Regions from separate parts of the Hordeum vulgare genome. Here region 2 is linked to region 1. A link is a contact called in public Hi-C data. All regions are on one chromosome and are shown on one strand. Each heading gives the region's core, a stretch centred on a gene start, on an enhancer-like site or on the middle of the called end of the contact. The rest is flanking DNA. Distances are from core to core; before and after follow the strand shown.

Evidence for each region. Hi-C and Micro-C count contacts between places; a contact is called where the count stands out from the background.
Region 2: a Hi-C map of seedling shows a contact between it and region 1, with 2.2 times the contacts expected there. The contact joins the promoter of LOC123403482 here to the promoter of LOC123402846 in region 1. A contact is called at or near these places in 1 of 6 Hi-C or Micro-C datasets (seedling) and 1 of 1 datasets of contacts at active chromatin or transcription factors (embryo).

What each region holds. Positions count from the first base shown.
Region 1 is chr6H:429,777,368-429,781,218 of MorexV3_pseudomolecules_assembly, reverse strand. It overlaps LOC123402846 (amino acid transporter AVT3B-like), which reads right to left and starts at 1,379. Exons shown (of 1, transcript XM_045096803.1): 1 at 1-1,379. The coding sequence starts at 1,152.
Region 2 is chr6H:430,073,722-430,077,605 of MorexV3_pseudomolecules_assembly, reverse strand. LOC123403482 reads right to left here and starts at 2,622. Exons shown (of 1, transcript XM_045097417.1): 1 at 908-2,622. The coding sequence starts at 2,461. The coding sequence ends at 1,379.

The DNA of each region.
Region 1 (3,851 bases), core at 130-2,629:
CTCGGCTCCGAACACCTTCATGTGGAAGGTGGCCGGCAGCACGAACCCGAGCAGCACGCAGACGCTGCTCCCCACGAGGGCGAGGAAGTCGGTGAAATTGGGCACGAGCATGGCCGCGAGCCCCACGGTGACCACGAGCACACACCGCAGCCACCAACAGTAGCGCTTGCCGTGAAACAGGCGCTCGGCGACCTCGTACACTGGGTTCATCATCACCGGCATGGTGAAGAAGAGGTTGATGCACAGCCCCAGCTGCACGGCGGCCGACAGCCACCCGCTGCCGAGGTTGGTGGTGATGATGTCGCGCGTGGCGTCGCCGAACGCGACGTACCCCATGACACCGAACAGCCCGTACATGGCGGCGATGAACGCCATGGACAGCCCGAGCGTGGCGCCGAACTTCTTCTTGTCCGCGGCCTCCGCCTCCAGCGGCAGGACCATACAGACGCCCTCGAAGGCGTACACGGACACGCCCACGCCGTAGAGGAGCGCGGCGGGGGCGCCGAACGCGACGACGGGTGGATGTGCGGCGAGCCAGGTCGACACGTCCTGTCCAACAACGACCCCCATGGCGCCGAGGTCGACGACGTCGGCGAAGATGCTGAGCGGCGCGAGGAGCGTGAGCGTCTTGATGGAGTTGAGCCCGAGCTGGAACGGCAGCATGGCGTAGATGAAGAGCGCCTTAGGGGAGAGGAAGACGTTGGAGGAGGGGGCGAAGATGGGGTAGAGGTGCGCCATGGTGTTGGAGATAAAGATCAGGTATCCGACGCAGAAGCTGGCCTGGCTGAGCACAAGCATGGTGTCCACGGCGAGGCGGCCGGGCGCGCCGAAGACGGCGTCCCCCAGATCCCCGAACGAGGACAGCTTCTTGGGGTGCTCGTCGGCGAGGCGGCGGCGGCAGGCGACGAGCAGCATCATGCAGTAGAAGGTGAGCAGCGCGACGGAGAGGAGCAGGATGGAGCCCGCCGCCCAGCCGGTGCGCGAGAACGTGTAGGGCAGGCCGAGCACGCCGGCGCCGACCACCGCGATGAAGACGTTCGCGAACGTCTTGGGCTGCGACGACAGGTGGCCCCCTTCGGCGCTGTGGTGCGGCAGCAGCGGCGCCGAGTCCAGCCGCGACGACGACGAGCTCGCGTCGCTCCCCAATCCCATGGCGTCCGGGCGATTGAATCGAAATTAACAACGGATCAAGACCACCACCACCAGCACACACACACACACACAGGGACAGAAGATGATGAAACCGCGACCAGGCGAATTCGATGGGATTTGTATTCCTCTTCCTCTCCGGTCGGAAGCGTTGAGAGAAAACGGGCGATCTCGCGACGGGGGAAACCGATGAGAAAGGAGCGGCTGTGGTCTCCCTTTCGGAGGGATTGCCGGTGCTTTTGTAGAGAAGATGGCATGCCATCGTGGGAAAATATATTTTGCCAAAAAAATCGTGGGAAAATATCATGGACGTGGTCCATGAGCATGTTTCGGTTTTCTACGTCCCCCGGGACCACAAGAAGCGCGTGGCGGTGTATGAGTGGTACCTACACAGATGGGCAGTACTCGACGCTCGCGCGCCGACGCGAGAGCTCACGCCGGTCACAGAGCAGTCGTCGGATCGGGCGCCCTTAAACGTCAGATCTCGTCTTAACCTCGAACCACGAACGTGAGCATCTCGTCAGCCATCCTCGTTCAGCGTGCAGCGGCGCTCCCCCAGCCCCTCCCTTTCCTCCCCGTCCCCTCGCAATCGAGGGGTCCTTCTCCCATCGCCCCCTCTCGTCGGACGTCCTCGTCGCCGGTCGTCGTCCTTGCAGAGCCAACAAACGCGAGCGCCTTGTCAGTCCTTCGTTGAAGCTTTTTTGCATCAACGGTTGTAATATTTTATGTCAGCGGTTGTAGCATTTCACCATAGCAATGACCGCTTGCAGCTTTTATATGTCTGGTTGCAGCTTTTTTCATCAACGGTTGTAGCTTTTTATATGTATAATTGCAGCTTTTTTAATCAAAGTTTGTAGCATTTTATGTCAACGGTTGCAACATTCCGTCATGGCAAATGACCGCTTGCAACTTAACATATGCCTGATTAAAGCTTTTTCATTATGGGTTTTGAAGCTTTTTTAAATAGCCATTGCAGCAATTCTGGGTGACGTTTGTAACACTTGTATACGCGCGCCCGGTCATGGCGGCATGCGATGAGGACGATGGACGAAGGCTGGATCCGGCAATGCGGACGATCGACGGTGGCGGAAACTGGCGATCCGGGCGGACCGATGGGGCACGGACCGACACAGCGGCGGCGACAGCGCAGGGGCGCGCATATGTGGACCCCTTCCACCATGCGCCGGACCACACTCGAGCCGTCAGGATTTTTAACTTTTCAAAAATTTCCCTATATTTCCAGAATTCGATAGCTATTCAAGTCTGTGCTCTTTAATACCCTCTCATTTCACTAGTATTATAAGATGTTTTATCTTTAATTTTTACCTTTAATCTGAGTCAAATGTAATTAGATTTGTTTTACTGTGTTTATACACTCTCTTTTATTTCTATCTAATCCGTATTGAAATATTTAAAACATCTTATAATTCAAGAGAGAGGGAGTACTAATATAATTCTCACTAAGTTGTGTTCTCCCATGATTACGGTAGTTTCACATTGTTCTTATGTTTTTGTCCACACCCAAAAAAAGAGATGGTTTGGTTCCACGACCCAAGTTCTTTTCTGGATTTTTATGGGGATCCCATTCTTTATATGCCAACCGTCAAATATTCATAAGTTGTTACATAATCCCTTCGTCCAGAATTACTTGTTGCAAAATGGATAAAATGGATATATCTATAATTAAAATACATCTAGATACGTTCATTCCTATCACAAATATTTCCGGATGGAGGGAGTTCTTCCTTGATTGATTGTTCATAAAATGTCCTATTTTTTGTAAATACGTTTTAATCTGTTTGTTCACCCATTTTCAGTTGGTATTTTGTTTATAGTAGTGAACAGTGGGAGCATCAATTTATATATCATACATTGCTATAAATGTGTTTTTTCTATTGCACAAGAAAGTTAAACATTGTGCAAGAAAAAACAATATCTCAAAACATACATCAATCAAATCAAATAATCAGAAGATCTTGATACATCTACCTGCTATATCATAACTGTGACAATTAATTTCTTGACAACAAAGATCTAATCTTTGACTGTGAGCAGATCATCACCAACGCGTGTATTTCTATGAGTATACACACACTAGTGCCACCTTTTGCCGCGTTTGTCAAATAGTAGCTCAACCATTTTGCAATTCGGTTGCCCTAGGATGTTTGGACTATTTTTTGTCTGTCGCTGAGGACGCAAAGGCAGCATAATCGAGGAAGAACTGACGACACAAGAAAGTACAATATCAGTAGATACAATAACAAATATTAAGGTTGACATAAAAAAATTAAAAGGTCGTTCCAATCAATATGGACATGGGCATGATAAACTTGGTGGCTAAAAGAGTCACGACAACCGACGACGGGAAAGAAGACAACGACAAACATGAGGAAACTAGCGTTAGACGGCCATTATGTGTAAAGAGGTAAAAGAGTCACGCCACTTTCCCTTTGAGTTTCTCTTCACGGATCTGATCCTTCTTAAGATAATCTATCTGAACATAGTCAACAAAGATATGTAGATTTATGTCGTCTTTTAGGGGTGGCAAGGTTAAGGATTCTCTTTTTTTTTAAAAAAGAGAGGTTAGGGATTCTTTTTGTGCGTGCACATCGATGAGATTTTGTGTCAGATGCTTCAATCTATTCAAAGGTTCAAAAACGACGTCTGCACCTTACAGACACTGGTCTTTAGGGACACGTACA
Region 2 (3,884 bases), core at 1,373-3,872, 300 kb before region 1:
TTTTATCCGTTGTTGTTTGTTTGAATTTATATAGACAAAAATAATGACCCAACGCACAAATTTATTGTCAAAACGCATCCACGCCGCTCCATTTTTAACTTAAATTTAAGACTGAAATGCATCGGCGCGAATGAGAAGTGAAAGCTTCCGCGTCCTCTCGATGTCCGTATGTGACCGACCTGACCTACTTGTCACATAGCCATCCATCCACCTCTGTCTGCTTATTTAATTCGTGAGCATGTCCCACCCACCTTTCTAGTACTCCCTTTGTTCTTAAATAAATAAATCTACACTTTAAAATATGTCTATGCAGATTCCTAAATAAATAAATCTATAATTTAAAATATGTCTATATACATCCATACGTACTTCATAACGAAATCTCTAAAAAGTTGATATTTAGGAACGGAGGAAGTATTAGACGGTGTCTGGATCACTAAAGACTAGAGACTAGTAGTCACCTTTAGTCAGTAAACCTCCAAACACCCCTGACTAATGGGTGACTAAAACTAGTTTAGTCCCTAGTCACCCCACCCCCAACTTTTACTGACTAAAGTCTCTTCTCTAATTAATTGGCGGGCCCATCCTGTTGCGGGCTCATCCTCCCATGCGGGCACGCTAATGGAAGGGAGATAAATGGAAGTAAGAGAGAATAATTTAATACTGAGACATTTAATGCTGACTAGTAGTAGTCACCTTCCAAACAGGGCCTGACTACAAACTTCTAGTTTGACTACTACTAGTCACATGTGCCGACCACTTGCTTTCCGATTGGATACATGTGCTGATCAATTTAAAAAATGGACACGGACAAACCTACCCAAACAGACAAAACACGGACAGAAAGTCCGCCAAACGAACAAAAACGATGTTCGTTTGGGTCGCTAGCAGGCATAACAAATTCTAGTGGCAACAAATGCATATAAAGTTTCATTCCCATCGTATTTTATGAAAATACAAAGAAATTGTTCCAATTGTCCAGCTTCTGAGAGTCTGATTCAATTAATCGCATATAAAAAGGGACTCTGAGTCGATTACTGAAACTCAAGAAGCTCATGGAGTACTTTATCACGACAACCTATATTCAGCTCGACTGCTTGAGCATTAAAAGTGGACACTAAAACTTGGAGTAGAAGACTAGCAGCAAATACATCTCACAGAAGTAAGCTTCAGGCTGATCAGAATCTAGGAGCGTCTAAACGACAGTATAATGATTGTAGGTACAGAAGAAGAACATGCGTATAAAAGAGGCTTGTTGATTTTAACTTCACTTCAGAACTTAGGCATGTGCAAAGGTACCAAGAATTTGACCCGCGAGCCAGATATCATTCGTCACCATCAGACAAGAACAGAGGACCTTCTTGTTCCCTGACTTCATTCAGCCTTCATTCACACTTGGTATGATCCAAGATGCCGCCGCCCCGATACGCTGAGCCATGTCAAGCTCGTTCAGCCGGCATTCAAGCTTCTTAGTGGTCCGGCTCTGCAGATTGAAAGCCGATACACTGTATTTCACACTGCTGGAGCGGCTCGCCTCCTTGGTGGTCACCGAGTAGACTGTGTTGCTTTCAAGATTCGTGAACCCTGATGCCCCCACAGCGAATCCGTGGAGAGGATCAACAAACAGCGCCCGCTCGCCGATGCTGGTGAGGTCCTGCCAGACTGGGTAGGTGCTCCGGTGGTTCACGGAGAATGCCTTGGAGAAGTCCACGTCGGCACCATCACCAAAGACGTACAACCACTTGGACTTGGCTAGAAGGAAGAGCTCCTCACCAGCCACCACGACGCGCGCCTCAGTGGGGAGGTCGAGTTGGGGCGGCGGGATGACGGCAGTGACCGCGAGGGTGATGGAGTCGACGATGGTGGTGCGGCACGCGTCCTCCTCGAAGACGAAGAAATCGCCGCCGGCGTAGTTGATGCTGCTCACGTTGCAGTCGGGCATGGCGGGGACTGGGGCCCAGGAGTCGGCGAGAGGGTCTAGGGCGCAGACCAGGACGACCTCGCCGCAGGACGCCATGACGCTGTGCGGGGATAGGTCCCAGGCCAGGTCATCCGTCTCCGCGAAGAAGGCGGGGAGCGGCGGGAGGGGGCGAACGGAGCCGGTGAAGGGGTGGAGGAGGGACGCGGCGAGATCTGTGGGGTCGATGGCGAGGATCCAGCCGTGCGGAGACGCAGAGAGGCGGCGGCGGCGGCGGCGGCGGTCGGCGTCCGCGGTGGGGACGGGCAGATGGATGTTGCAGTAGAGGCGGTCCTCCGAGGGGTTGAAGAAGAGCGGCGACGGGGAGGACGGGAGAACGAGCCACGGGGGCTGCGATGGAGGCGCGGCCGCTGCATCCACTCCCGCGTCACGCCAGGTGGTGCATACGGAGCGGAAGCGGGCGATGTCCGCTAGCTCCGTGAGGTCGCCGGAGACGGTTACGAGGAGATCCGGTGCGAAGTTCGACCACCCGCGGAGGGCCATGGAGACCGTGATCTGGAATTGAAATTGGGCGTTTCTAGGTTGTGTGGACTCGGTTGCGATGGAAAAATGCCTCTTTGCTCGGATTTATGGGTGATTCTCTATGGCGGTGGGGATCGTTGCCGTGCATTGTTTTGATCATTGGGCTTGTGCGGTTTGGTCGGTGCCGCTCTTTAGGGCAACTCCAACACAGTCCATTAGAGCGTGTCTAGCCATTCCGTAAATAATAATCCGCAAAATGTATTTACAATTTGTTGCCTATCAATTTTAGGCGAATATATATGTTAAAAAATCAGATCCCGTATATGAAACTGTAAAATTTAAAGAAAAAAAACATTTGTGGGTGAAACTTGTAAAGACATGCATGAAATCACATCATGGTTCTTCATCAAACTACATTATTCGTCATGAGCAAACTACATTGTCTTCATACTATTAGGTAGGGGGACTGCGAGTCGTGCAGCGTGTCCGAGCCTAGGCTATCAAAAATGACGGATGCGGCGGTGACGACATGGTGGAGGAGCCGGAGGAGCACAGTCGGCGTCGAAGTCGGAGTCGAAGTCAATCCAGACCTTGACCTACTCGACCTTCATGACGCGCAGGTCCGCCTCCTTGGACGCGCTCGTGTGCGATGTTGTGACGCCTTACTCGAGGAAGATCTACTCGATCTCAAACCCGCGGCGGTTGCACGCGGAGACCTCCTCCGCCTCCCTCACCGAGCATTCCATGATGGCGTGCATGAGGTGATCCTCCTGTCCCGGGGGGAGGTAGTTCTCGCGGCTGATGACCCCTCCGCGTGGTGGAACAACGCCATCCTCGAGCTTGACGACGAACGGCCCGAGCTCCTCTGGCCTTCTCTTGACTTTAGTGATGGTCCGCAAGGACGAGGCGCACGCAGACGAATTCCCAACGACACACGAGCCGGAGGAGCGCACCGTTGGGCCGCGAGCTCCCGCTCGTACTCCTCGAGCTCGCGGCATTCGTAAGCCGGCGGCGTCCGGCGGCCGTACTTCATCCACTTCTGTGATCCCCGCTTGCGTGCGGTGGCGGCGGCGCCGCTCGACATCATCCCCTCCATTTCTGTGGCCGTCCTTGGTCGGGATGGCTATGGGTTTGTTTGGCTCCCCGGCGGCGAGGGCGGAGTGGGAGATGAATCGTGGCGAAGCTGCGGCGGTGGAGGATAGGGTTTGACCCGTATCCAAGCGGTGAAATGGAATATGCCCCGGTTGGGGGGTCTTTTTCCGGGCCACGGTAAAAAAAAATTATGGGCCGGATGCGCGATACGGGGTCTATTCTGGCTAGCAAAACGGGCCGAACCCGTATACTTGCCCGAATTATCCGGGTTCGACCCTTTTAAGGGGTCTGCTAGAGATGCTCTTAGAGCATCTACAGCCAGACTGAGCAAATCCGGCCTCGGACGCGTTCA